Regions from separate parts of the Rattus norvegicus genome. Here regions 1, 3 and 4 are each linked to region 2. A link is a contact called in public Hi-C data. All regions are on one chromosome and are shown on one strand. The core of a region is the stretch at or near the end of the contact, and the rest is flanking DNA. Distances in the headings are between cores, read along the strand shown. Region 1 overlaps Lrrc28 (leucine rich repeat containing 28). Region 2 holds the start of Mef2a (myocyte enhancer factor 2a). Region 3 overlaps Lrrc28 (leucine rich repeat containing 28). Region 4 holds the start of Lysmd4 (LysM domain containing 4).

What was found. Hi-C and Micro-C count contacts between places; a contact is called where the count stands out from the background.
Region 1: a contact with region 2 is called in a Hi-C map of kidney, with 2.5 times the contacts expected there. The contact joins the enhancer-like site here to the promoter of Mef2a in region 2. A contact is called at or near these places in 10 of 12 Hi-C or Micro-C datasets (the A7r5 cell line, the Rat2 cell line, Schwann cells and 5 more) and 1 of 1 datasets of contacts at active chromatin or transcription factors (oligodendrocytes).
Region 3: a Hi-C map of the A7r5 cell line shows a contact between it and region 2, with 4 times the contacts expected there. The contact joins the enhancer-like site here to the promoter of Mef2a in region 2. A contact is called at or near these places in 5 of 12 Hi-C or Micro-C datasets (the A7r5 cell line, the Rat2 cell line, frontal cortex and 2 more) and 1 of 1 datasets of contacts at active chromatin or transcription factors (oligodendrocytes).
Region 4: a Hi-C map of liver shows a contact between it and region 2, with 4 times the contacts expected there. The contact joins the promoter of Lysmd4 here to the promoter of Mef2a in region 2. A contact is called at or near these places in 2 of 12 Hi-C or Micro-C datasets (frontal cortex and liver).

The regions. Positions count from the first base shown.
Region 1 is chr1:130,567,956-130,571,069 of GRCr8, forward strand. The region is part of intron 6 of Lrrc28 (leucine rich repeat containing 28); the gene reads right to left. Among named protein-coding and RNA genes, the nearest start is that of Lrrc28, 86 kb to the right of the region's middle. Within about 2 kb of position 1,551, at least 15 of the 93 cell types and tissues checked have an H3K27ac peak or open chromatin away from gene starts, as enhancers often do. A contact at or near this core is called in kidney, where this site is marked.
Region 2 is chr1:130,390,574-130,393,450 of GRCr8, forward strand. Mef2a (myocyte enhancer factor 2a) reads right to left here and starts at 1,589. Exons shown (of 11, transcript NM_001014035.2): 1 at 1,482-1,589.
Region 3 is chr1:130,627,945-130,631,056 of GRCr8, forward strand. It overlaps Lrrc28 (leucine rich repeat containing 28), which reads right to left. Exons shown (of 10, transcript NM_001108486.1): 4 at 410-447. Among named protein-coding and RNA genes, the nearest start is that of Lrrc28, 26 kb to the right of the region's middle. Within about 2 kb of position 1,432, at least 5 of the 93 cell types and tissues checked have an H3K27ac peak or open chromatin away from gene starts, as enhancers often do. A contact at or near this core is called in the A7r5 cell line, where this site is marked.
Region 4 is chr1:130,248,152-130,250,918 of GRCr8, forward strand. Lysmd4 (LysM domain containing 4) reads left to right here and starts at 1,328. Exons shown (of 3, transcript NM_001401374.1): 1 at 1,328-1,774; 2 at 2,366-2,650. The coding sequence starts at 1,736. It overlaps LOC134483669 (a long non-coding RNA gene), which reads right to left and starts at 1,085. Exons shown (of 2, transcript XR_010060541.1): 1 at 946-1,085; 2 at 1-741.

The sequences.
Region 1 (3,114 bases), core at 301-2,800, 180 kb after region 2:
ATTTACAGAGTTTAAAGACAGAAAACATTTAAAATAAAAACTTCATTAATAAATTATAAATGGGCTATCCATAGGTGAACACATGCGTTTAACCCTAGCACTTGGGAGGCAGAGGCAGGTGGATTTCTATGAGTTCAAGTTCAGCATGGTTTATACAGCAAGTTCCAGGGCAGCCAAGACTATAAAACACCACAACATCAAAATGATAAATGGTCTCTAGTCTCAGATTTGCCTTTCTGAGCCCCCAAAGTCTCAAGGAAGTCTAAGAAAAGACTCCTGGCTCACACTAGAGCGACAGTGAAGCACGGAGCAAACTAACAATTAGGAAAGGAGAGTAGAGATTAGAGGCAGACAGCTTGGGGTTGAACCTTCATTGTCCTGCTTCCACATACTAGACATGTGGCCCTAGGGCCTGTGTACTGGTGCACATAAACCTACCCCTAAGTCTGGGAAGAATGGCTAGGTTTATAAATGTGTGAAGCAGGGTTCTTGGGACAGAGCCTTCTCTGGTATATGACAGGTATTATGCATTCTCACCATTATTAGTAAGTGACACATTGGCAAGTGTGGCCAATTAGCAGAGAGCTTTCTTTGGCATGCAGCAAGGGTACCAACCTTTTCCATACTTTAATTGCACAGAACGAGTTGGAGGCTATAGCCTCTGGAGATGATGATTCTTCCCCTCAAGCCAAGGACACAGAATGGGACATGACAGAGGAAGCACCTCTCTGCTGATATACCACAAAAGCCTCTGTGCAAATTAGATGAGGTGGCATGCAGACATCACACCACAAAGTTAAATACACACTGACACTTGCTACTTCTTGCAAGCCTTCTCTCCTTGCTTTATGGGGAAAGATGACTAGTTAATGACTTAGAAATACTATTTGGTTACACTTTATCTTAGAGGATCTGGCTGGCACCCTGAGCACCTTCTAATTCATTACATATGCCCTAAAAGTATATACTATCTTGTGATATAGCTGAACCAGAACTAGTACGACTGTGTTAAAGCCTATTACATATTAATGCCACTTAATATTTCCAAGTAGCACAACCTGAGGAGGGAGGGAAGAGAGGGAGAGAGGGAGGGGGGAGAGAAGGAGAGAGAGGGAGAGAAGGGGGAGAGAGCGAGAGAGAGGGGGAAGAGAAGGAGAGAGGGGAAGAGAAGGAAAGAGAGGGAGAGCGAGGGAGAGTGAGGGCGAGCGAGCGAGCAATGACATGCTCTTAGTGTGTTTGTAGTCGGAACTGAGACTGGATCCTGGCTTCCCACCTGGTAACTGGTTCCTGATTCAGAGTCTCTTCCTTTGCAGTACGATAAGGTTGATAATGTCATGGCTCACACATTTGTGATCCCATGAAATTGGTGCATATGGTGCCAAGCTTGAGTGCACAGTAACTGGTGCTCAGCAAATCCTGGTCATTTTCCTCCCTCTTCTGAATGTAAAGAGACCAGAAAAGGAGTGTAGATCCTGAAGAGAGCCAGGCAGCTAGCTAGCCGTGTTAGCTGACACAGCACAGCCTGCTGGCGAGGGTGAGACAGCTTCATGCTTGGCAAGGTCCCAGCTGAGAGCTGTGCTCTGACTGCTCAGGAAAGCATGCTCTTGGCTGGCCAGAATACAGTCTGCTGCCAAGACTCCCAAGCCCAGAGGACTAGCATTTTAAATAAAGGAGGCCAAAGTACCAGTATCTGCTGCATGGAAAAGCTTTGAGACTGTTTTTATATTGTTTTACCAAGACTAACCTGAAACTTATTGAGCAGCTCAGGCTGGTGGCAAAGTCATGACAATGCTCCTGCTTCAGCCCCTCAATTGCTAGGATTATAGTCATGAGCCCCTATGCTTAGCTTGGTTTTTACATTATATAGATATATGTGTGTGTGTTATGTGTATTATATGAACATAGAAATAACACTACATATATAATGTTGTTTCTTATTTAGATCATTTATGTGTATGAGGTTTATGTGTGCATTTGTACCACATTATGGCTGTTCTTTTTTTTTTTTTTTTTTTGGTTCATTTTTTTTTAGGAGCTGGGGACTGAACCCAGGGCCTTGCGCTTCCTAGGTAAGCGCTCTACCACTGAGCTAAATCCCCAGCCCTTGGCTGTTCTTATGGAGATCAGAAGAAGGCACTGGCTTCCCTGGGCATAAGTTTATAAGTTACAGTTGGTTATGAACCATCATGTGGGTGCTGGGAATTGAACCCAGGTCCTCCGCAAGAGCAGTAAATACTTTAAACTATTGTACTGTCACTCTGGTCCCTGGACCTTACATTCTTAATACAGAAAATCTTCACTAAATGATAGACTTTAAAGAGACTACTTACTTACCAGTCAATAAAGGTTTATTTTCTTTTTATTAATATTATTTACTTATATTATTTTACCAATACTGTATGCTAAATAAAGATGAAAGAACATTAAAAAAAAAAAAAAACTTCTTGTACTCGGGAAGCAGAGGCAGGTGAATCTCTGAGTTTAAGGCCAGAATGGTCAACACAGTGAGTTCTTGGACAGCCAGGGACATGTAAAAAGACCATGTCTCAAAAAACTAAAAGCAAACACATACACAGAAACAATTACCAATGAAAGAGCCTTGCAGAAAGGTGCAGCGTGTGAAGCTTACAAAACACAGAGCTGCCGGACTGCCTGTTCAGGTTCTGAAGCTGCCAATGACCGTCCAGGTGGCTGTTTCCTTTGTTTTCTGGAGACAGGGTTTCCTGGTTGTAGCCCTGGCTGTCCTGGAACAGAACTGCAGGCCAGGCTGGCCTGAAACTCACAGAAATTTGCCTGCTTCTGCCTCTTGAATGCTTGGATTAATGCATGCGTCATCACCGGCTTCAGGTTACTTTCAAAGGAACTGTACCACACCTCAAGTTGTTCCTCCTTTTACAGCCTCACAGATCAAAGGGTGGTGCTCAGAAATCAGCAAAGGCTTGGAGTCCTCCATAAACCTCAGTTCTCCTTTCTATCACCTTCAGGGTTCTGGCATATGCAGTCCACATGGCTGCAGGAACAAAAAGCTCCTGTGTGTTCCGGCTACTGCTCTCTTAACCATGCAGCATGGGCAAGCACAGAGCAAAGCATGCCAGGACAGAGCAGGGGCTGTGC
Region 2 (2,877 bases), core at 339-2,838:
ATTTACTATAAATCATCTTTAAGGGAGAATGTCTCCCTAAAAGTTGCCATTAAAAAAAAAGGCAGAGCTGTCCAAAAACATATAAAAAAACCAATACAAATATCATAATGGCATTAACAGTTACTTCATCCTCATTTCCTAAATTTACAGGAAAAGAAGTGTCATTTTAGTATGTTTTAAAAAAAAAACAAAACACTACTTTGTTTACCTTTTCCTCAGACTGTCCAAGTACTGCCAAGGTAACATAGATTTTAAAACTGACAACTAGACTACTTAGCAGTTGCCAAAACAACGCAGCTGGATTCTTAAAGGGAAAGTACTCTTGTGTAATATACACCTAATTACTGCTTTAGGGAACCTCACTGTCATACAGTAGTGGATGTTACAAGAAAGACATAAAAGAAACACAATGTGCTGCGCTACAAATCTGAAAACTGTTATACAATATTAGTTTTTAAAATATGTATACAGTTGTCAACAGTTCACAGCAGGTCTTTCTAATTTCAATTTCTGGAATCCCAATTTCACAGTAAACTAACACACAGGTTAAGACGATGGTGTATTCAGTCTACACTCAGTTCCCTTCTGGATCACGATGACAGGAGCTTCAGAGCTCAGGGACCTATTTAAGATCCGAGCGAGCAAGAATTTGATAGTTAAACTTTCCCAGGGAGAGGGAGGAAATGCTAATTCAGAAATGCTCACCTTTCCCAAACTTGCCTGCAATATCACAGATCTTTAATCCTCAACTGTCCAAAAAACAGATGACATCGAACCCAAAAGCAAAGTTTCCATCACACCCTGCGCCCCCTGTGCGGCGGGATCTACCCAATTGCAAGGAGCGGGTCCCTTCAGCAGCCCCTAGTCCTCTTTCCCCGCACCCGCAGGTGCTCGAACCCGGCCACCGCCCGGGCCAGCCCCGGACACACACCCTACCACCGACATCACCGCGGCAGAGTTCAGACCCCTACCTCCCGCCCCAGCGAACCAACCTTCCCCACGAAGCAGAAGCGGGGGAACTTTAAGTGCGACCACAGGGCCGGACGCCCCCCGTACTGACTGTCTACCGAACGGGGAGACCCCGAGGTTCGCGATGCTGGAGGAACGGACCGAGTGGCTCCGCAGCCCCCTGGGAACTCCGTCAACTTTCAGGGAGGAGCGGGGCGGCGCGGCGGGGGGCCCCAGAGGTGGCGCGCCCAGGGAGGAGACTCACGACGGCTCCGGCGGGCCCCCGCCGCCGCGCCCGCCGCCCCCCGGGCTCGCCCCGAGGCACCCCGCCCCCACAGCACGGGGCCGCGCCCCTCCGTTTTCCCGAGGGCCCCGCCGCCCGGCGCCCAGCCTCTCCCCGGTCCCAGGAGCCCCGCGGGTACCCCTCCTCGGCCTCGCCGCCCCCCCTCTCCGTTGCAGCGTCCCCCCGCTCCCAGCACGGCCCGACCCCCTTCCCAGCCGCCGCCACATCTCCGCCACCCGCGGCCTCTCACCGAGTCTCCGCTACAGCCGGCGGGCGCGCATACGCCGCAGCCCCGGCCCGGCCCGCCACAGCACTCCGCGCCGCCCGGAGCCGCCTCCTTCAGCCCGGGACTCGCCGGGACATCCGCGCACGGATCCCCACACCGGGGCTATTTTTAGGAGTCAGGCCTCGGCCAGACCGGAACTCGTTCTTCGCGGTGCGCGTGCGCACTGCGAGGACGTCTTGGTGTCCCTCCGCCGGCCTCGCCTCTCCCTTCCTCTCGGCTTCCTCTCTTTCTTCTCTCTCGAGCTCTCCTTTTAGGGTATATTTCTGCTCTCGGTGGGTCCTGAAGGGTTTGTCATGGGCAAGACAAGGGAACAGTCAGAGAGAGCCGCGCCTTCTGAACAGCTAGCGCTATTCCACAAGGACATGAGGGGCGGACTATGTTTTTCCGGGTGGGTGAGGCGACAGATCACCCGGCACAGGAAGGAGATGACGGCGGCTTGGCGCCGGGGCTGCAGCCTGGAGCGCGCTTCCCTCTGAAGGACCGTGTTCTCCTGGAAGGGAGACTGGTCACTTGATGAGGGCCTGGGCGTGGCGGGCCGGCGGTGTTGCGCCCCCGCCGCCTCCTGGACCAGCTCCGGCCCACGGCTCCGGTGACGCGGCGCGTGACCGGTCCCCGCGCTAGGTCCGCGACCACAGCGGGGGCCCGACACCGCGGGACGGCCCAGACGCCCTTAGCCGTGCTCGGGACCGAGGCCAGCTCCCCGCCCTCGTGAGCGCTGGGCCTGCCCAGACCTAGGCTCGCCACGCCCTCACTGTGGTCAGGGCCACACCTGTGTCCGGGCCTGGACAGCTGCTGGGCCAAGCAGTTGGACCCTGTCCCTGGCCACTCAATCCCAGCAGAGGCTTGGAAAGCAAAGACACCTTGAGAATGAGGCAACCTGCCTATTTGGGCTATTAATACTAGCTAGTATGGCTTTGCAGTAAACTGTATCTCACTCAATCCTCACATCCCAGTGAAGTTCACCTCACTTTCTGTTCCCATTTGACAGATAAGAACGGAAAAAGTAAAAACCACACTGACCAGGCAGGGCTACACAGCGTCAGAGAAGGGCAATGAGGATGTGAACTCCTAACAGCTCAACAAACTGATTTTTCTAAGGGGAAAAGATGTTCTTGAGACAGCACTTGTGTTTAGTTAAGTTACTGATTTTTGTCCAGTGAGGGCTTCTTAGGGTGAGTCTCTGCTGATCCTCACCCCAAAAGTTGCTACCTTTGTAGAGGTCCTTAGAATTCAATTGTTTGTACCCATATAATGGACACAAACCCAAATGTATGTTTTCATTCGAAAATGAGAGACTCAATCCTGTGTTTAGGACTTTAAAACAAGTCTTTGGGGTGGGTGAGCAGATGTACAGAGGCTG
Region 3 (3,112 bases), core at 182-2,681, 240 kb after region 2:
CCCTCAAAAGACATCTGAGGAACATGTTACAAAGTAGTCCTCTGCAGTCCTCTGCCACCCTCTCCCCACACACTCCCTCCCCACCCCCCCCCACAAAAATGTCAAAGAATATATTATTTTCTATGTAACTCAATTCCTAGTTAGTGCACTTAGTACTTATCTTACTGCTTCCCAAGAGCAGTTTGTCTAATAATTTTCCTGGCCATTTTGGACTTCTCCATTTCCTCTTTCTTAACTGCATTCACATTTTAAAGTACATAAACTGAAAGTCCTTTAAATTAAAATTCCCTAACTCGCCAACCAAACTAGGTATAAGGAGCTATAGATGCAACAGGGTCAGGGCTCATCTACTCATAAAGCAAAATATAAATGACACTGTTTCCAAACTAAGAAGTAGCAGTGTGCTTACCTTCTGGAACCACAACTATGTTATTCGAGTGAAGGTACCTGTGGCACAAGGAGGGAAAGTTGCTGCTGTTATTGTTTGCCAGATAATCAGCTAATACAAGCTGTTTGAAAACTCATCAAAATATAGGCAGAAGTTCCTTTCATACCTCAATGTTAACACAAAACTCACAGACATAATAGCTAATACTTTGAGAGTAATATGCTGAATCACGAATATTAAATCTTATCTTCTGATTTAGTCATTTTAAAATCATTAATATATAAAAATCATATGATATTTAACCTCATTAAGAAATTACTAATTCTACAGGCTGGAGAGTTGGGCTCGGAGGTTAAGAGCACAGGTTGCTTTTCCAGAGGTCCCCAGTTCAATTCCCAGCAACTATGTAATGTCTCATAACCATCTTTAATTAGATTTAGGGCCCTCTTTTTGTGTGTAGGCATACATGTAGGCAGAACACTGTACACATAGTAAATAAATAAATCTTTAAAAAAATTACTAGTTCATTTAAATTATTTAGGTTTTCAGGAATACATTTCCTGTGTAAAGAAAAAATCAATACCTATTGTGTAAAAGGAGATATCAGTTTTAGTTTCTAAAGGGTAAAAGTGCAATAAAGATAGTTCTAGGGCTCAGGCAGCCATTAAGAGCACTTGTTCTTTCAGAGTCTCAGCACCCACTTGGTGGCGCCTCGCCATCCATAATCCCAGTTCCAGGGAACAAAACACCCTTTTCTTCACTACACAGGCTAGGTATGCACATAGTACATACATACTTGCAGGGAAAATACTCAGACAAAATCATCTTTAAAAAGAAAAAACTCTTAAAGATCTCTCTAGTAGGCGTGTTTACTGTAACCCAAGAATAGAGATTAAATGTTTACTAATGTGTCCGTAGATACACTCAGATGCCAACGAGGCACAGACATTTGCCGTCTCAGCAACAGACATCTTTAAAAAGACCTGCAAGTCCAGGCTAGTCTAAGTCATTAACCCTTCCCCACTGAAGCATCTCTGGCACACTCTGGTGGGCACTCCAGGTACCACTGAAACCAGGTCTTCAGAGCCAAATGTCATGACTGCCAGAGATCAGACAGTAAAAATAAAATCAGTAATAAAACTTATTTTCTTGTGAGGCAAGATAACCCCATTTTAGAACACTTGGTTTTCAAACCAGTCAATTTATTATAAGTTAAAAACAAATCCCCAAAGTATTTAAAATATAACTGAGAAATTTTCTTTTGCATTTTGATTACATTTTGTGAATGATAAAATGTCAGTAAGTACAGAATGATAAAAGCAACAAATTTGTGAAGCCTTTTCTATGCCAAATTAAACCAGTTTTGCAGAGGATGTTAGCCTGTGAGCTTTGAAATCAGCTAAGACAGACACATTCGATGTAAGAACTTTTCCTCCCAATACCTAAGGGCTTTTCACTAATGATTCTAAGGCTTGAAACTAGTTTTTCAAAAGTTGCTGTGAAGAGAAGTGACCAGGTTGTCTGACCAGCTCACATGCTCAGAATCCTCAGGAGAACACAATAAAGTCCACAGAGGAGAGAGACAAGCACCCCTGCTATGCCATTTGGCCAACAAGCATTTCTCTCCTTCCTTCCCTGTTCCAACATCGCTACTAACTGACCAAAGAGAGACTGAGCCTAGAGCCAGTCAGTCAAGCAAAAAACCTTCTCTTCTGTCAAAAATGGATGCCTAGTACTGGCTTCTGTGTTTGCCAGGCAGCAAGCCTTCGCTTGATAACCATGTGATACAATTTAACCAAGTGTACACTCTAAAAACAGACGTCATTTTTTACTTTGTATATATGAATTGATTACACATTACTCAATACTTTGGGATGCATTCTTGTTAAAGGTCATTTGTGCCAAAAGACCGTAAAGAAATGTGCGGGCACACTCGCTACAGTATGTAAATATGTATTTACTGTACAGAAAAACCAGATGCCACCACATAAAAATAGAAGCAGAGCTGAGTTTTAAAAACTACTTCAATAAAATACTTGTCTGGAGTTCTACCTACGAAAATGTTCAAGCCAAAATATGTACTGGAGTACCCACTACTATAACTGAGACTTAGCATCACATTTCAATACACTACTGTGTCTACACTATAATAAAGATGCTAGATAGCCCTACAGTGTTCCTGACCCTAACTACACATTGGAACTATCCGAGTCTCCAAAAGGCCATCCATCTGTGCACTAAGTACAACACAATCCCAATTCCACCAATAATTTTAGGACACAACCAAATGAGAATCCACTTGGCACAGGCAGCAAGCCCCTTTAATAACTGGGTGACAAGTCTACCAGAGCACCCCACTGTCTTTACTGCACCCTCACAGTTATGTGACCACAGGAGCACGGTGGCCTGTGTCTGGGGGACTAGAGGACGGACGGCATAGAGCTCTTAGATGGTGTTATGGGATGTGGTGAGAGGTCAGAGAACATGCCTGCTGTTGGGTAGCTGCAGGACATTGTGACCACAGGCTTGAGATCTTTAATTTTACCACTTATTTTAAAATTTCAGGGTAACTGAAATGTTTCAAAGTAGCTAGCTTTTATCACATTTTGCTGAAAATACTGCAGGAAATTAAATTCATGCTAGTACAAATACCACTTAAGAATACAGTCACTTTGGCAAATGGTTTGGTCTTTTTGTCTTATTTTTTAACAAACAGAAACAAAG
Region 4 (2,767 bases), core at 78-2,577, 140 kb before region 2:
TGCCTACTGCTACCTGCTGTGTGCCTTGGGGCAATTCCCCTGTGTCTCTTAAAGTTCTCTCTACAAAAGGAAAAGACGAAGCTTTTGAAATTCCGTGGCAGTTCTGCTGAGCCCTGAAGTTGGAACAAGAAAGCTAAATAGTTGGCCCCTGCTACCTTGCATCCTCTATCCCAGGAGAAGACTGTACATGGGAGGAGACATGTTTGACAAGGGTTGGAAGATATCTGAGTGGACACCTCTGCTGATGGGGTCAGTCTCCACTGGCTTGGGATCAGAGCAGTAGGCCAATTATTGGGGCTGGGCCCCGGACCACTTTGCTAGATGAGACATATCTCTCATACTTCTCAGGCAGCTTCATCCAAGCCTGTAAAATGTCACAAACCACAAATATGTCCGTGGGGAAGATGTGAATGTGTGTCTGAGGGGACTGTTGGGTATATTAGCAAAGCCAGCTAGCCTCCTGGGTTGGGTGGCAAGGTAAACAAACAGCAGATGTTTAAAGCCAGAAAGAAGAGTCCTGTGGATGGCAGAGAGGACCATGACCCGGTGCCTTTTTGGCCTTAGACATTTAGAGAAAGATTCTTAGTTTTATTCTAAACCATAGGAAGAATTTCTGAGCTCTTGTTTTAATGTTGATTCCCAGAGAGGCTTAACACCTTGGTTCAGCTGCCAGTCATCTGCATACTTTGGTGTATTGCCGGCCCATGTCACTTAAGTTTCTTCCTTATTCATTGGCTGAGTCTTACTCCATTAAGGATTTTAGTCTTTGTTACAAAACAATGCCACAGGTTCTCCTCCCTTTTCCAAATAGCTGGGACTCTGACTAGTCAGATGATGATACATATTCTCATTTATCCGATTCTGATCATGACAATATTTTACATCCCTGGACTTTTGTTTATCTCCGAGCAGGGGATGGCAACCATTCGGCCCCTCAAAAGATACTGGGTCGAAGATTCAGGCTACCTGGAACAGGCCTCCCGAGTGGCGCGCCGCCGTACTGGGTACTTCCTAGCCACGGATCAGGATACACATGGGTCAAAGGTCTCTCCTGCCAGGAAGAAGACCGAGGCTTAGCAGAAAGCCGTGGCCACCCTGAAGGAGGCCAAGTTTCACACCTGGCTCAGAAGGGGAAACTGGGCACAGCTGGGACGAACCCACAGAGCAAAGGTCCAAAGTCCACGCTGGAGCCCCGCCCATCAGGGCCCGCCCCTTGAGCAGGGCGCATTCTGACCTCTCAGCACCTCCGGACTCTGTCAGGGCCCGCCCTCCTCTTGAAGTCAATTGGTTGGCTCTTAGTCCCCGCCCCCGGAAGATCTGCTTTTCGCAGCCAATCGGCGGGCGCGGTGGCGGTGGAGCCTGGGAGCGAGGTACCCGAACTTGGAGCGGGGTCTGCTGGGTTGACTTGGGGGGCCAGGGGTCGCTTGTCACCGTGGGCTCGGTGGGGGCTGCCACTCCAGGGCCAGTGCCTGTGTCCACGGAGGGCTGGTGCCGGCTCGCGGGAGTGGCAGGATGTCTAGTCTTTGGAAAGTTGGGTCCTGGCCTGTTTAGGCCCAGGGGCGGGGACATCACAAATTTGTTTTGTCCTCTGCTTAAAGACAGCCCACCTGTCATTGGAAGGAAACTGAAACCTCTTCTGGCCGTCCGGTGACAGGGGCACAGAATTTGAGACCAGAGGGAGATGCGCTGAGGTTGGCTGTTCCCTTAAAGGGCCACTCAGAAGGGACCGCCAGGAATGCCTGGAGTCCCATTCCAGCCACTTGGAAATGAAAAGGTTAGTTGTGTCTCTGGCGTTTGACTCTAGGTGACAATAAGGGGACCATGGGGTGAAATGGGTCCAGAGTGATCGTAAGAAATGGGCAAATTGAAATTTGATAGGTTTTTCCATTGCTTTGCCTCTTAGGTCAAGTCAGCCAGGGTCAAAATAAGAGAGTTATGGTTGTTCTCAGCATCTGTCCTTGGTAGTGGCCTTTCCCCCTGAAGATACCTTGGGATGCCTAACGAGGTTTTTGTCCAAAGGTTCTGAATGTAAGATTCTCAGTGTCAGGGAGCTGAGAACAGTGCTCACCTCTCAAATGCTGAGACATAAGTGGCTTCTTGTGTGTGCCAGGGGAAGGACAGCAGCGGGTGGGGAAGAAGAGTAGGCAATCTTTTTTTGCACATAGAAAGCAGTTAGGAAACGTGTGGTCTTGTTCTGCCTCAGTATCAGGTGGACAGGTGTGTGGATGTTATCCTTCCGTCCTGATGCTGTTTATTGGATATTAGCAATATTAGGAAATTACTAATGAGATTACTAATTCTCTTTAGGAAGCCAGAGGAGAATGAATAACATTTGTGTGGCATTAACTCCAGGTTTGATTTTCAGTTAAGAAAAGAAATGAGGCAGAAGGAAGTGTTAGCCAAGACCTTCCAAGGCCCAGCTGTTGTCTGTAGGACTCCAAACAGTCATGTTTACATGTTCAAGAATGGCAGCGGGGACTCCGGGGACTCCTCCGAGGAAGAGTCACATCAGGTGGTGTTACGACCCCGGGGCAAGGAACGCCAGAAGAACAGCAGCCAACCGCCAGGAACGGGCACCATGGTGCTGCTGCAGCGGGAGCTGGCCCAGGAAGACAGTCTCAATAAGCTGGCTCTCCAGTATGGCTGCAAAGTAAGCTAACTCAGTCTCTGCCCTCCAGGGTTGAGAGAGACACAGGGCAGTCACTGTAGGAGGTTCCTGATCCGCATAGGTGGCTAGAATCCTACAGAGCCAGGGGCTGGAAGCTGG